Regions from separate parts of the Mus musculus genome. Here all the other regions are linked to region 1. The links are chromatin contacts, called in public HiChIP or PLAC-seq maps. All regions are on one chromosome and are shown on one strand. The core of a region is the stretch at or near the end of the contact, and the rest is flanking DNA. Distances in the headings are between cores, read along the strand shown.

Evidence for each region. HiChIP or PLAC-seq counts read pairs in DNA pulled down with a chosen protein or histone mark.
Region 2: a CTCF HiChIP or PLAC-seq map of CD8 T cells shows a contact between it and region 1, with 5 read pairs. The contact joins two enhancer-like sites. A contact is called at or near these places in 2 of 15 datasets of contacts at CTCF or cohesin (CD8 T cells and pro-B cells), 27 of 484 Hi-C or Micro-C datasets (the AtT-20 cell line, CD4 T cells, the MNK3 cell line and 17 more), 7 of 115 datasets of contacts at active chromatin or transcription factors (CD8 T cells, DN3 thymocytes, embryonic fibroblasts and 4 more) and 4 of 9 other capture datasets (adipose tissue, embryonic stem cells, liver and 1 more).
Region 3: a BATF HiChIP or PLAC-seq map of CD8 T cells shows a contact between it and region 1, with 5 read pairs. The contact joins two enhancer-like sites. A contact is called at or near these places in 5 of 39 promoter capture datasets (the C10 cell line, the HPC-7 cell line, cranial neural crest and 2 more), 2 of 115 datasets of contacts at active chromatin or transcription factors (CD8 T cells and memory CD8 T cells) and 3 of 9 other capture datasets (adipose tissue, liver and pancreatic islet).

Annotation. Positions count from the first base shown.
Region 1 is chr9:96,581,607-96,585,758 of GRCm38.p6, forward strand. Rasa2 (RAS p21 protein activator 2) reads right to left here. Exons shown (of 24, transcript NM_053268.2): 6 at 1,137-1,220. It also overlaps the pseudogene Gm19280. Among named protein-coding and RNA genes, the nearest start is that of Rasa2, 48 kb to the right of the region's middle. Within about 2 kb of position 1,750, at least 93 of the 459 cell types and tissues checked have an H3K27ac peak or open chromatin away from gene starts, as enhancers often do. A contact at or near this core is called in CD8 T cells, DN3 thymocytes, embryonic fibroblasts and 1 more, where this site is marked.
Region 2 is chr9:96,770,242-96,774,665 of GRCm38.p6, forward strand. C430002N11Rik (RIKEN cDNA C430002N11 gene) reads left to right here. Exons shown (of 5, transcript NR_102296.1): 4 at 1,240-1,372; 5 at 2,995-4,156. Among named protein-coding and RNA genes, the nearest start is that of C430002N11Rik, 6.9 kb to the left of the region's middle. Within about 2 kb of position 3,065, at least 98 of the 459 cell types and tissues checked have an H3K27ac peak or open chromatin away from gene starts, as enhancers often do. A contact at or near this core is called in CD8 T cells, DN3 thymocytes, embryonic fibroblasts and 1 more, where this site is marked.
Region 3 is chr9:96,350,933-96,355,349 of GRCm38.p6, forward strand. The region is part of intron 1 of Atp1b3 (ATPase, Na+/K+ transporting, beta 3 polypeptide); the gene reads right to left. Among named protein-coding and RNA genes, the nearest start is that of Atp1b3, 11 kb to the right of the region's middle. Within about 2 kb of position 2,634, at least 52 of the 459 cell types and tissues checked have an H3K27ac peak or open chromatin away from gene starts, as enhancers often do. A contact at or near this core is called in CD8 T cells, where this site is marked.

The sequences.
Region 1 (4,152 bases), core at 500-2,999:
CAGGCTGGCCAGAATGTGTGAGCCTCTACGTCTGCTGCCCAGGTACAGGGGTTATCATTATGCTTCCAATATCCAGTGAGGATGAACATTTTTAACATTGATGTGAAAAGTCTTTTGGCAGCATTTAATGCCATATACATTTTTGCTTTTAAATTTAAAACCAATCTGTAATAATAGCATATCAGTATTTAAGCTCCATGGTATCAGGTGCTTTGATACACACACACACACACTTTTTTTAAGACTTGATGACCGAAAAAACAAAGACTACAGCTTTAGGTGATAAAGGGGAGTCATGGTGATAACAAATTTTGTGCTTTTGTTTCTTGATTCAAAGAGCTTTAAGTTGCACACAAACTCCAGACTAGTCAGTCTTGTAAAGAAACTACAATGAAGTTATCTAATATAGATACCACAAAGTGTTACTGGTTTTTCATAAATTATAGACCAATTACTCAACATCATGCTGCACTTCACCATGGCCTGGGACCTCAGTAGTTCTTCTAGAGTTTGGAGCTCTCTTCACAAAGCACCGACACATGAACAGAAAAGGCAGTTCTCAGTCCTAAGCGGCTTCCCAGATACTGGTATGGAAACTGTTTTGCTATTTTGAGTTGACAATCACTAAAATGTGATTTTTTTACTTACAGAAAATTGAGGATATTTGAAAGTAAGAATGTTAATGAGTAAAGGCAGCCAGGTGTATATGATTTGTTTTTTTTTTTTGGTTTTTTGTTTTGTTTTAGATCCTGGATGGCCTGTAGTTTGCTATACAGTCTAAGGTGGCCTTGATTCACAGAGATCCACCTGCCTCTGCTTCCCAAATACTTCAATTAAAGGCATGCATCCCCCATACCTGGCCCAGGAATATACTTTAAAGTACATTTTACAATGGCATAAGATTGAAGCTTTCACCACAGCCTAATAAGCACATAGCAGATTTGAAATAACACCCAGTATCTTTCTGTGATAACAGAACTCAGTTGTTTACCAAGTGTGCTCTAGAACTTACAAAAAATTCTTTTAAAGCATTATTTTATGTCAGTTACTCAGCACTTGATCTAAGAACTGTACATTTCCAATTCTTAAATCCAACTTTAAACTTGAAAATGCAGTAACAATTCAGTAAGCATTACCTAGAGGGGCCCACGAGGGACACTGTTGCATAAGGATCACAGCTTTGTCCGTTTATGAGAGGCAACCCATGGCAGGCCTTGATGCTAAGGTAGAACAAAACAGATCTTAATATGTTAGCACTAACATCATAACATAGTATCTACCCCCTCTCTCTCTCCCTCTCGTTTCCTTCTTGTGGACTGGGAACAGTCCCTGGCTTCAGTCATATACACAGGGCAAGTGCCCTGCAACTGAGCTGCACTACCAAACCTAAAACACTATCTTTCAATAGAAATCTATATATTCAAAGACCGTAACACTGTTTCCATTTTTGTAGTTCCAATGTATCAACTACTCCAAATTACTTATTTACATGAGTACTTCCCAAAAAGAACCACCCAGCAAGGACAATCGGTACTCAGACCAGCATAGCACAGTTCTTCCTGGGAAATGCTCAAGGTACATTTTGTGGTTTGATAATACATCAAAACTGCTGTGGCTTCTAAAACGGAAAAGAAAGTGGTGTAGCCTTACATGAGAAACTACAAACCAGGCCAGCTCTGTGGCACCATATCCTCTGCTAAAGCATGAATGACACACAAGGAAATGGTTGTGGTTTTACTTAAAATCTGATTCATAAATATAGGGCAAGCCTCACATAGTTCTCCAGACTCTCATGCTGAGTCTCAACAGCAGCTCCTATATCACTCTGTACAAAATGAACTGCACTACAAACCCAAGGCCATCCAATCTACTGTACGGACTATGGTTGTATTTATAGCAAGCAAAGAACACGCTCTAATGATGCGATTCTCACAGTTCCTCAGTAATTATTACTAAGTTAGTTGGTTTATTCCTCAGTAATTATTACTAAGTTAGTTGGTTTAAAGTCTGAGTCTCATTTCCTGCTCCCTCACAGAGGCTCATAAATGCCAAGTGTTTTGTTTTTGTTTCACAAACCCCTACTGAGAAACATCCTCTATTTCTCTCCAAGACTCACTCATGGGTGAACTGCAAATGATGTATTGCCAAGTAAAGAGAAAATTGAAAACAAGACTCATTTCTGCTAAACTGAGCATCAAAAATAAAATTCACAAATTTCTGAAACTAACCAAAAAAAGTACAGCCCAAAGAAATACTTTGGGGTTCATATTTTCCCACTAATGGCATTATTCTTAAACTACCAGTTCTCTTCTGTGGCTGGGTGGGCCTCTTGCAAGCTCTATGATAATATGCTGTTCTCATCTGTCTGACAAAGCTTAAAACCAAATTATAAACAGAATGAATTGTTTCCAAGTAAGTTAACTGATACCTAAAAACCAATTCAAGTACATTACAGCAACACAGAGCAGCTAGTGACTTCTATGTCCAACTCAAACAATGAATAAGCATGGCCTACAGTGAGAAGAAAAACCACCAAAAGAGAAGCAGAAACGACAAAAAGTAATTGTAGACAAGAACACTGAAAATTTTTACCTCACACACCATAGACACAGAAAGCCTTAAGAAATAAAGGTCTAGGGCTCAATTCTCTCCTAGGCTACGTGCCTCTACCCTCTCAAACCGTCATCCCACACACATGGATCAGATAATGCAGTCTGTAGAGCCCAGTCAGGAGTTTGTAAAAGACTCAATGCGGCTGACTAAAAGATGTACCAAACTTGATAGAAAAGAATTTTCCAGAAGACTGCCATGGCCACAGCGATGGGATTTGCTATCATGGGGTTCACTGGCTTCTTCGTGAAACTGATCCATATCCCGATTAATAACATTGCTGTGGGTGGCTGAGTCCTTCCTTTCTCACCATGGGACGAGTGAGCCAGAGGGGGTGACATGTTCATGAAGTAAAACACTGCCTGGATGCTTTGTGGTTTTTGTTTCTTTCCTCCTTCCTATGAGGTTTTCTATTTCTAAATTTAAAAAATTTCAAAATAAACATTTTTCCATAATAAAACAAAGGTCTAGAAATGGAAAAAATGTAAGGTCTGATTAAAGAAACACAGGTAGACTCAAATATCTGCTAAGACTCTGGAAAGGAGTTGAACAAACCTGAAACTGAATGTGTAAAAGTTCAGGTGTGTGACAGTGGCAGTGCTATGTGACAGTACAGTGGCTATAGGAGACCAGGACTCAAAACAAACACACTTAGTTATAATTGCAGACTTTGAAACAGTTGTAAGAACAACATACAGAGTTTCTATAAACCCTAACATTGAATGTTAACATTCTGTGTAACCAAGGTGAAGCTACTGAAATCAAGAAACTGACATTTAATGCTACTAACGCTAATTAATCTACAGATGCCACTCAAATTTTGCTGAACTCCAGGATGCAGTATGGGATTCTACACTGCATTCAGCTGCCATGTCCTCCCAGTCTCTGACCTTGTGATAACTGCTTTCACATTACTTAATCTAAGTTCGTCTGACATTTGCTCTTGACCAGAATGGAATCAGATGCCCCCCCATTTTTATCAAAATAAATATCATTTAAATAAATCAGACACATGTCTAGTTTCTACTCCCAAAGAGGTTTTATTTGGGGTGAATGTCCCAGCTTAAATATAGTTTTATATATTTAAAAATAGATAAAGGGCCACCAAGTCTCTAGAGGAGTAGGCTTTCCCACTGAAGCCAGACAAGGTAGTCCTCTGTGTGGATTGGGGGAGGGGGCACGGACCAGCCTATGTACACTCTTTGGTTTGTGGCTTAATCTCTGGGAGTTGCAGGGGTCCCAGTTAGTTGACACTGTTGGTCTTCCTTATGGGGTTGCCATCCCCTTAGCCCCCTTCAATCCTTTCCCTAACTCTTCCAAAGGTGTCTCCGACAGTCCAGTGTTGGCTTGTAAGTATCTGCATCTGTCTCAGTCAGCTGCTGATAGAGCTTCTCAGAGGACAGCTGTGCTAGGCTCCTGTCTACAAGCACAACATCAGCAATAGTGTCAGTGTTTGGTGTGTGCACATGGGAAGGATCCCAAATTGGGATGGACAATGGATGACCTTTCCTTCAGTTTCTGTTCCATTTTTGTCCCTAAATT
Region 2 (4,424 bases), core at 1,815-4,314, 190 kb after region 1:
TGGGAGCCATTTCCCTATGTTGGGAACTGAGGAACAACCAACTCATGGGAACTGGCTCACCCTCTCAAGTGATACAGGCTTCTCCAGAGTCCCTTGCAGAATGAAGACTGGGGTAGACCACAGATTGATGGAGACTGCTGAATTATCCATGTGCTCCATGCTCTCTCTTCTACCTAAGCCTACAGCTCCTGTAGCAGGTCCCAAAGCCCTGTGTGCTTCATCCAATCTTCCCAGAATTGCCACACCTGGTCAAAATGCCCCCCTGTTTTCCCATCATTACTTTCTCACTGATTTCTGGGAATATGAACGGACCTGATTTGTTGGGACTCCTAGAGTCCAGCTGCTAGACAGTCTAGACGTTAGTAAGTGAGCTGACACATATGGTACTTCTTACAAGGTGGTGTAACTGTTGCTTTGACTTTGACTTTGATAATTAGATCCAGCTGCACTGCTCACTCAGCTGATGTTGACAGGTTGTTTTTATGGTGAAGGGTCTCCCTCTGGGTTTTAGCCTCTGACCTGCACTCATACAATGCAGGTTTGCCACCCCTCGCCTCCTTCTACCTCTGTCCCTCTGTCCACCATCCATCACCAGACATTTTTTGAGCTCACATCTCTGCTGTAAGGTGCCGTTATCATTGCTCACTGGGTATCGTTTCTCAAGTGCCTTTACTGTTATTTTAGTATCATCTTGGTTAGGAGAAATCAAGCATGTTTAATCTGCCATCGTTCCCTGAATAATTATTTACTCCCTGGGTAGGTTCTATTCCAGTGGTCCATGTTTGAAGTCCTAGCTCTTTTATGTGTTTTTCCTCAAGTAGTAGGTCCTTGACGTTTTCATAAGATGAGGCAAGATGGTCCTAGCCGGGGTGACTTGCTTTAGTTGAGAGCCCTTCAGAGACTGTCTACAAATGCAACCCCCCTCTAGATATAGTCTTTCTGAGCTTGCAATTAGCAGCAGAAAGGATTTTAGGCAAAGGTTCAGAAAGGATGTTACAAGGAGTGATGGAAAGGAACCATTTGTGAGGAAGATAGCATCACTGCCAAGCCCTGAAGTCCTTGTGAGTATCCTTTTACTGTAACCATTATCAGATCGTTCCTCTGTGCCATTGCAGGAGGTCGGCACGGATACCGGCTCCAGAACGAGGGTGGGTTCTTCCTTTAAAATGTAGAACTAATTCCATCCTGAATATGAGTCATTCACTAGCTCCTAATTCACGGTCACCATCACATTTGCAGTAGGAACATGCTGCGTAAAACATTGTGGGATTAGTGAGCATCTGGGCATCTTAAATTTTGACTGGCAATTGACTCTAACTTCAACAGACGAAGATCCACCCTTCATCCAGCTCTCCAGGAATAACAGTAATTGGTAAGCATATCCCTAATTAAGGGATGTAATTGTAGTCATCCAGGTCTATGGCCATACCGCCCTGAATGTGCTGGATCTCATCTGATGGTAGCTGTCCATGCTCTTTTAAAAAGCCATATTATAAAAATTAAAACACTGTGGACAATTTTCAGTATTAGGTGTGTTTAGAGCTCATCTAAGAGTCTCAGGTAAGCAGAAGCACCCCTCCCCGAAGCTGGCAACTGGCACCTGATTTTCTTGGAATTCTTAAAGAGCTAGAAAGTTGCTTGCAGTCTGCTACATGACAGAACCCAAGATCAGAAAATGGAGCAGTATCCAGCCCCAGGGTATCCATCAGATAACAACTGTGCATCCTGAAGGATAGATAGGATGGGGATTTGGAAGGGGGTGGGGTTAGAAGAGTGTAGGTACTGTCACTCCCTGGAGTCCCTGGGGGAAAGAGGGCAGTTATCTCCTGTGCCCTCTTCTCTCACCAAATCAACACGCCAGCCATCAACACCCTTTATCCACGTTGTCTCTTCCGACATCACGCTATCTTAACAACCGCTGCCCTTTCACAGCGTCTTCTCAGTCACGTGTGTATTAATCACCACAAAGGAAACGAGAAAGGCTGAGTGAGAGGCAGCCGAGATCAGCATACATGTAGTCAAGATGGGATTTTAAATGGGAAATCGGTTACACAGACGTCAGAGAACCAGAGAAGCTCAGACTAGTGGCAACAGAGAGTCACACCCAGTCTGTGTGACAGGAATAATCACAGGGGGGTCTACAGGAGTCACTGACAGCAGTCAGACTGGGTAGATTTTTTTTCTGGCTGGAGCCATCCTGTGGCTCCAGTAACACCATTCAAGGGCCACAAGCTTAGCAAGGCACCTGGCCTTTTCCTCCCTCCTGTCCTACAAAGGTTTTCTCTTGGGCCGTGTCCAAGCTAGAGCCTCCCTGACCTGCATTAAGCCCGGGAAACCTGTCTACAGAGGTCAGTACCTGCCACCTAGAGCCACAAGGAGAAGCATGAAGAGCGGCTCTGAAAGCAAATAGGCTATGACCTGTGCACTGTATTGTGCTCATTATGGGCAGCCCATAGTTAACTATATAGCAACATACTCTGCATCTTATAAATACATGTATGCTCTGCAGCTCTCTGCTTTCAGTCCAATGAGCCATAACCCATTGCCAATATGGCTGTCAATTACATGATATTTAAAAATTTAGCAGCCAGGAAGTTTATTGACCATCCTTCTTTGAACAGAAAATTATTTCCATCTTCTGGTTTTATTTTCAGTCATAACACTAGGAGCATCTGGTTCCAAACACACAGCTACCAATCCTGCAAATGCATAAATGCCACACTACCCACACACATACAGCTTCATCTGTGTGGCCTTTAAACCAAGGCCATCTAAGCCTAATGACATTTTTGGGTAACTTTCACAAGAAGACAATAGAATAACATTTTGAAACCTGGGCTTTACAAGTGGGAAAGGACTGCTCTCTCTCCCTCTCTCCCTCTCTCCCTCTCCCTCTCCCCCTCCCCCTCTCCCCCTCCCCCTCTCCCTCCCCCCTCTCTCTCTGCTAAAGGAGAACTGTGCTGACTATTTTCTTTCACTCTTTCCACTCCGCAGGAGGTAGAATAAAGCATTAGTCACAGACAGCTCCTGCTTAGGCTCTGAAACCTGTAAGGCATCTGGAGAATGCTGGAGTCTGGCTTCCTTGAACTGAGAACATCAAAGGCAATGAGAAAGACTGAGAGGTACCTCATCCTCTGTCAGCCTGCGTCATCTTCCAAGTCTGAGGGTTCTGCAGGCAGAGAGCCAGGCTGCACGCCACGAACCCGTGGCTACCGACTCACTTCTAACTTTTCTGAGTCCAGAGGTCTCCTTTTGATCAAGAAGGCTTTAAATAATAAGAAAATGGAACCCTGACACTATTAGGTCGTTCTGGCTATTGCTTCTAGCCTTTTGCTGCTAGCAGGTTACAACTTGAAACAACAAAAAGAAACCACATACTCAACTTAAATAATGGTAACAAAATTGAGTAGGAGGGAGAAAAGGAAACTATGTAATAAAAGGAGCGGGAGTAACAAGGACACACCCCCCCACCCCACCCCCACCCTGACCCTAGCCAGTGATCCATCCTTACTCCAATGGTGTCAGGCTCCGTTTTCAAGGATAGGCATAGAGAAAAATCTCCCAATAGCAGGCTGTGGCGCTAATACCCAGGACTGTACAAACCGCCATTGCTCAGAACAGTTAAAGCAGTCTCTAGAATGGCCTTGACAGGCAAGTATTTTGAAGGGCCCTGTCAATTTCAGCCATGCAGCAGTTTCATGAAGCTCTAGTGAGCCCTGAGCAGCAATGTAGCAAGGGAGACAACAGGAGTTCCTGGAGAGGGATGGCTTCGGCATATAGAAATCTCAGCAGTGTTCAGAACCCAGCAGAGGGGAGATTTAGATTTGGAGGGTGGGGGTGAGAGGACTCTACGTAGTACTTACAAGCTTTTACCTGGGCATATTTTTAAAAATTTTCTCTTGTGTGTAGAATTAGGGGAGGAATTGCTGGCCACGTGGGAAGTTTATCATTCTCAAGACCTGCTGCACTCTTTTCCCAACTGGCTGCACTGTTTTAAAACCCCACGTGCAGAGTATGAGCCTTCCAGTCTCCTCATCCTCGTCCATGGTTGTTACTATCTGTCCTTTTATTGCCGCCACCCTAGAAGGATGTGACATGTCCTTGTGATTTTGATTGGCATTCCCCTGGCGATTAATAACTTGAGCATCTTTTCTCATGTTTAACACTTTATTTATTTTACGTGTTTGTATGTGGTATGTGTGTATGTGAGAGAGAGTGTGTGTGTGTGTGTGTGTGCGTGAGAGAGAGAGAGAGAGAGAGAGAGAGAGACTCCAGTTCTCTCCTTCTGTCATGTGAGCAGGGTCCTGAGACTAGAACCCAGTCATCGGGTGCCTTTACCCTCTCAGCCGTCTCACCAACTCAAGCCCCTTGTATATTTTTTCTTTAAAGAGATGTCTATTGGGGTTATCAATCATTTCATTGTT
Region 3 (4,417 bases), core at 1,384-3,883, 230 kb before region 1:
AGATCACATTATGTTTAAAATGTTTAGTGTATCAAAAATTTTAATCTTTTAGTCTGAGTTTCCTACATGTACCCGTCACATTATCCTATCCCCCACCCTCTCCTTTCACTTGTTTACGTTATTGTAGGGCAGCTACTAGAATGCTGACCCACTGATTTGTGAGGTTTTATGCAAGCTATTAGACTTTAAACAACAAAAATGGAAAAATGAAAAAAATCTAAAACTAAGACAAAAATGTTATCAGGATCTAGTTTACCGCTTACATTCAAATGTACTATGTAGTTTAACTGTTTCTAGTATGACCAGATTCATGCAATCTTTACCCTAAGACATTTTATTTTCAACAAGATCTATATCCCACCCCCTCCATACTCATTTTTCTCTATCCTCTACCATTCCAGGCCCCTGCAATCACTAATCTACCGCATAAATTCTTATATAAACTTACCTACAGATCAGACTTTAGGTTCATATACATCTAAACATCTATGAGCATTTCAGTCTTTTCTGTGGCTATTATTCTATTGTACGATGTACATTTCACTGACCTTTGAACTACCACTACAAAATAGCTAGAATGTTCCCACATGCTATGATGGGTATCACTGTTTCATTTCACCAAGTCCAACTGCTGGGTCATATGTGCTTCTATACTTAGTAAGGTGTCTTCCCCACCTCCCACCTCCTGCCCCCATTCAAGATCCAACCAAGGGCCCTGTGGTGTGGTAAGCACTCTCTAGCTGAGCATACCTTCAATCCTGTTTAGCATTTTGATTTACTGATTTGCAGTCCTAGGGACAAAGAGTGTAGCTCAGTGATAAACTTCAGCTCAGCAGATGTGAGGCCCTGGGTTCAACCCTGGCATCTCTTGTACCCCAAAGAAAACTATTTTTAAACATTCTAATTAAAAAACAGAGTTAAGGGCTGGCAAGATGGCTCAGCAGGTAAGAGCACTGACTGCTCTTCCAAAGCCCCTGAGTTCAAATCCCAGCAACCACATGGTGACTCACAACCACCCATAATGAGATCTGTCGCCCTCTTCTGATGAGTCTGAAGACAGCTACAGTGCACTTACGTATAATAATAAATAAATCACCAGGCAGGCGGTGGTGGCGCACGCTTTTAATCCAGCACTTGGGAGACAGAGGCAGGCGTTTTTCTGAGTTTGAGGTCTACAGATGTCTGAGTTCCTGGTCTACAGAGTGAGTTCCAGGACAGCCAGGGCTATACAGAGAAACCCTGTTTCGAAAAAAAATTAAAAAAAAAAAAAAAAGTAATATATATATAAAAAAAGTTAAGTACCAGTCAGGTGCAGTGGCTTCCAGGACAGCCAGGGGTGTTATACAGAGAACTCTATCTGGAAAAACCAAAACCCCAAACCAAGCCAAACCAAACCAAGCCAAACCAAACCAAACAACAAAGGCATGGTAGCATAACAGTCTGTAATCCCAGTATTTAAGGGACTGTGGCAGAAGCTCAATGTTATCCTTGGCTACAAAGTTTGAGGCTACCCAAGGCTACAAATGATCCTGTTTCAAAAGAAAAAAATAAAACAAAACAAGCAAAAAACAAAACAAGGAAACTTTTCATCTAAATTGAATTAGGTACTATCAATAAAAGTTTAAAAAGTGGTCTCTTGAAATAACCATTAGGCTAAAGTACATATTTTGAAAAACTGGGCTGTGAATATAACTCTATGGCAAAGCATATGCTTAATGTGCCCTAAGTTCAATACCACTATCATTAAACAAAACCTAGAAGGGCTGGCAGGGGAGGCCAGCAGTTAAAAGGCGCCTCCCATCAAGCCTGACCACCTAAGATCAATCCCTAAAACCTGTATGGTGGAAGAAGGAAATCAAGTCCTCTCACTTCCACAAGTATGTTATGGTACACGTGCACTTTCCCACAAATAAATGTAAAAACAAAACAAAACAAAAAACTGCAGAATACTGAAATAATAGAAAATCAAAACTATGTAGTCAAATCACAAGCCACAGTAAAATCTATAGTCTAAATGTATTCAGTGGAGCTGGAGAGATGCCTCCGCATGCACTACTCTTCCAGAGAGCCCAGGCTCAGTTCCCAGCACCCACAACAGTCAGTCACAACCACTTGCAACTCCAGTTCCAGGAGTATCTGATGCCTGGGATCTGTCCTGACACCTTCACTCGTGTATATTCCCACCCCCACACACACATTAAAAATGATTAGAAACAAAACAAAGCAAAACGTAAAAACATACTGAGTAAGAAAAGTAAGATGAACAACTGTCAGGTTCTCAGTGGGAGAGTAAATCCGACTGGGGATGTAATACAGCTTAATTTGTAGAGTGCCTGCCTAGCACGCATGAAGCCCAGGGCTCAGCTCCTAGCACAGCATGAAGCCCAGGGCTCAGCTCCTAGCACAGCACGAAGCCAGTCGTAGCAGCAAAAGCCTCTGGAGGTAAAGGCAGGAGGAGTTCAAAGTCATCCTAGGTTATTTTCAGTTCCAGACAGCCTGGGCTACAAGATTGCACTTAGGTTAAAAATAAAATAGACATTAGTTGAGACTTCTGGGGTAGGAACACAGGAGTAAAGCCTGAGCTGCACAGGAAACCCTGTCTCCAAAACACTCAATGAGAAACTGAAGAGAAGCAGCAGTGCTGAGCACTGACACCCACGTGATGCGCAAATGTGTGCAGGTGGGCACGGTAGCCGGCCCGTGCTGTCACCTGGTCTTCAGAGCCAGTGGGGATAGAGCTCAGTAGTACAGCACTTACCCTGAATGCACGAAACTCTGAATTTAATTTCCAACAATCAACGAATGAAAACACACACACTAAACTAAAAAGTAGAATTTAAATATTAAAAAAAGAAAAGCGCAAATAGCTAAAAAAAGAAAAATCAAATGTACAGCAATAACATAAAGCGGCAGCTCAATCAGTTAAGAGCTGTTCATCAGGTGATTATCAATCAGCTGTTCATCAGGTGATAATCCGTTGTTCAAGCCTCCAGCTTGCTGGGTGTTGCTCTTGCCTATGACCCCAGCATTGGAGGCAGAGATAAGCAGACACCCGGAGCTCACTGGCCGGTAGCCAGCCAGTCAACCTAGCCAAAACATGAGCGACTCGTTCATCACAGGCACCATCTCAAGGCAGTAAGGGGCTGAGTAACAGAGGAAGACACCCAGCATTCTGCTCTAGCTTCCAAATGCACCCCGCCTCACAGGAGTGCGGACTCTATGCTCACATGCATACAGCACACATATAAAGGCTGTCTGTCACAGGAGCCGTGGGGGTCTGAAATCCCAGTTCTGCAGAGAGGCAGCCAGGCAGAACCTTGGAGCTCACACCTGGTCATCATATTTACTTGTTGAGCTCCAAGTCAGTGAGAGACTGGCTCACAAAAAACAAGCTGGGGGCTGGCAAGTGGCTCCGTGGGTTAAACACTTGCTAAGCAAGTCTTACTGAGTTCAATCCTCAGAACCAACTCAATAAAGGAATCCTCTAACCTTCACATGCAGAACACAAATACTAAATAAAACATAGAAAAAGCAATCTGCCGGATGTGGTGGCACACGCCTTTAATCCCACCACTCGGGAGGCAGAGGCAGGCGGATTTCTGAGTTCGAGGCCAGCCTGGTCTACAAAGTGAGTTCCAGGACAACCAGGGCTATACAGAGAAACCCTGTCTCGAAAAACCAAAAAAAAAAGAAAGAAAGAAAAAAGAAAAGAAAAAGCAATCTATAAAATCTCTACACTATGGAATTTTATTCAAAGGATTTAACCAAATTTACATATACTAGCATTGAAACACAGGAAAGACATAGTAAAGAGGGAAAAAATAAGCAAAACTCCAGCTCTATCAAGTCATATAAAAGTAGAAAATAACAGGCCGGTGGGAAAACTGAAATTCCTTTAAACAACTGGTGATGACATTTCAATCAACATTATTTACAAATGCACAGGCAAATTGAATGAAATTTAACAGAGAACACCCAGAAACCCAGAGTCTGTATTACCAAATGTACTGTCCTATGTCTGGTTCCTGAATGTAGTTCAAATAGGAGGTGTCAATGTCCTTCTTCCCTCAAACAATTCAGCATCCTACTAGCTAAAGTTGAGGACAAAGTTTATATTCAAGAAAATACATAAGCCTCCAACAGATCATCAGATTTGACAAAAAAATCATGCATCTATATATATGATCCCAAGTCCTACTGGAGACAGCCTTCCCATAGACCTCCATGCCCACTGGTATAGATGCATTCTGCACACTTTTTTTTTTTTTTTTTTTTTTTTTTTTAAAGATTTATTTATTTATTATATGTAAGTACACTGTAGCTGTCTTCAGATACACCAGAAGAGGGAGTCAGATCTCGTTACGGATGGTTGTGAGCCACCATGTGGTTGCTGGGATTTGAACTCTGGACCTTCGGA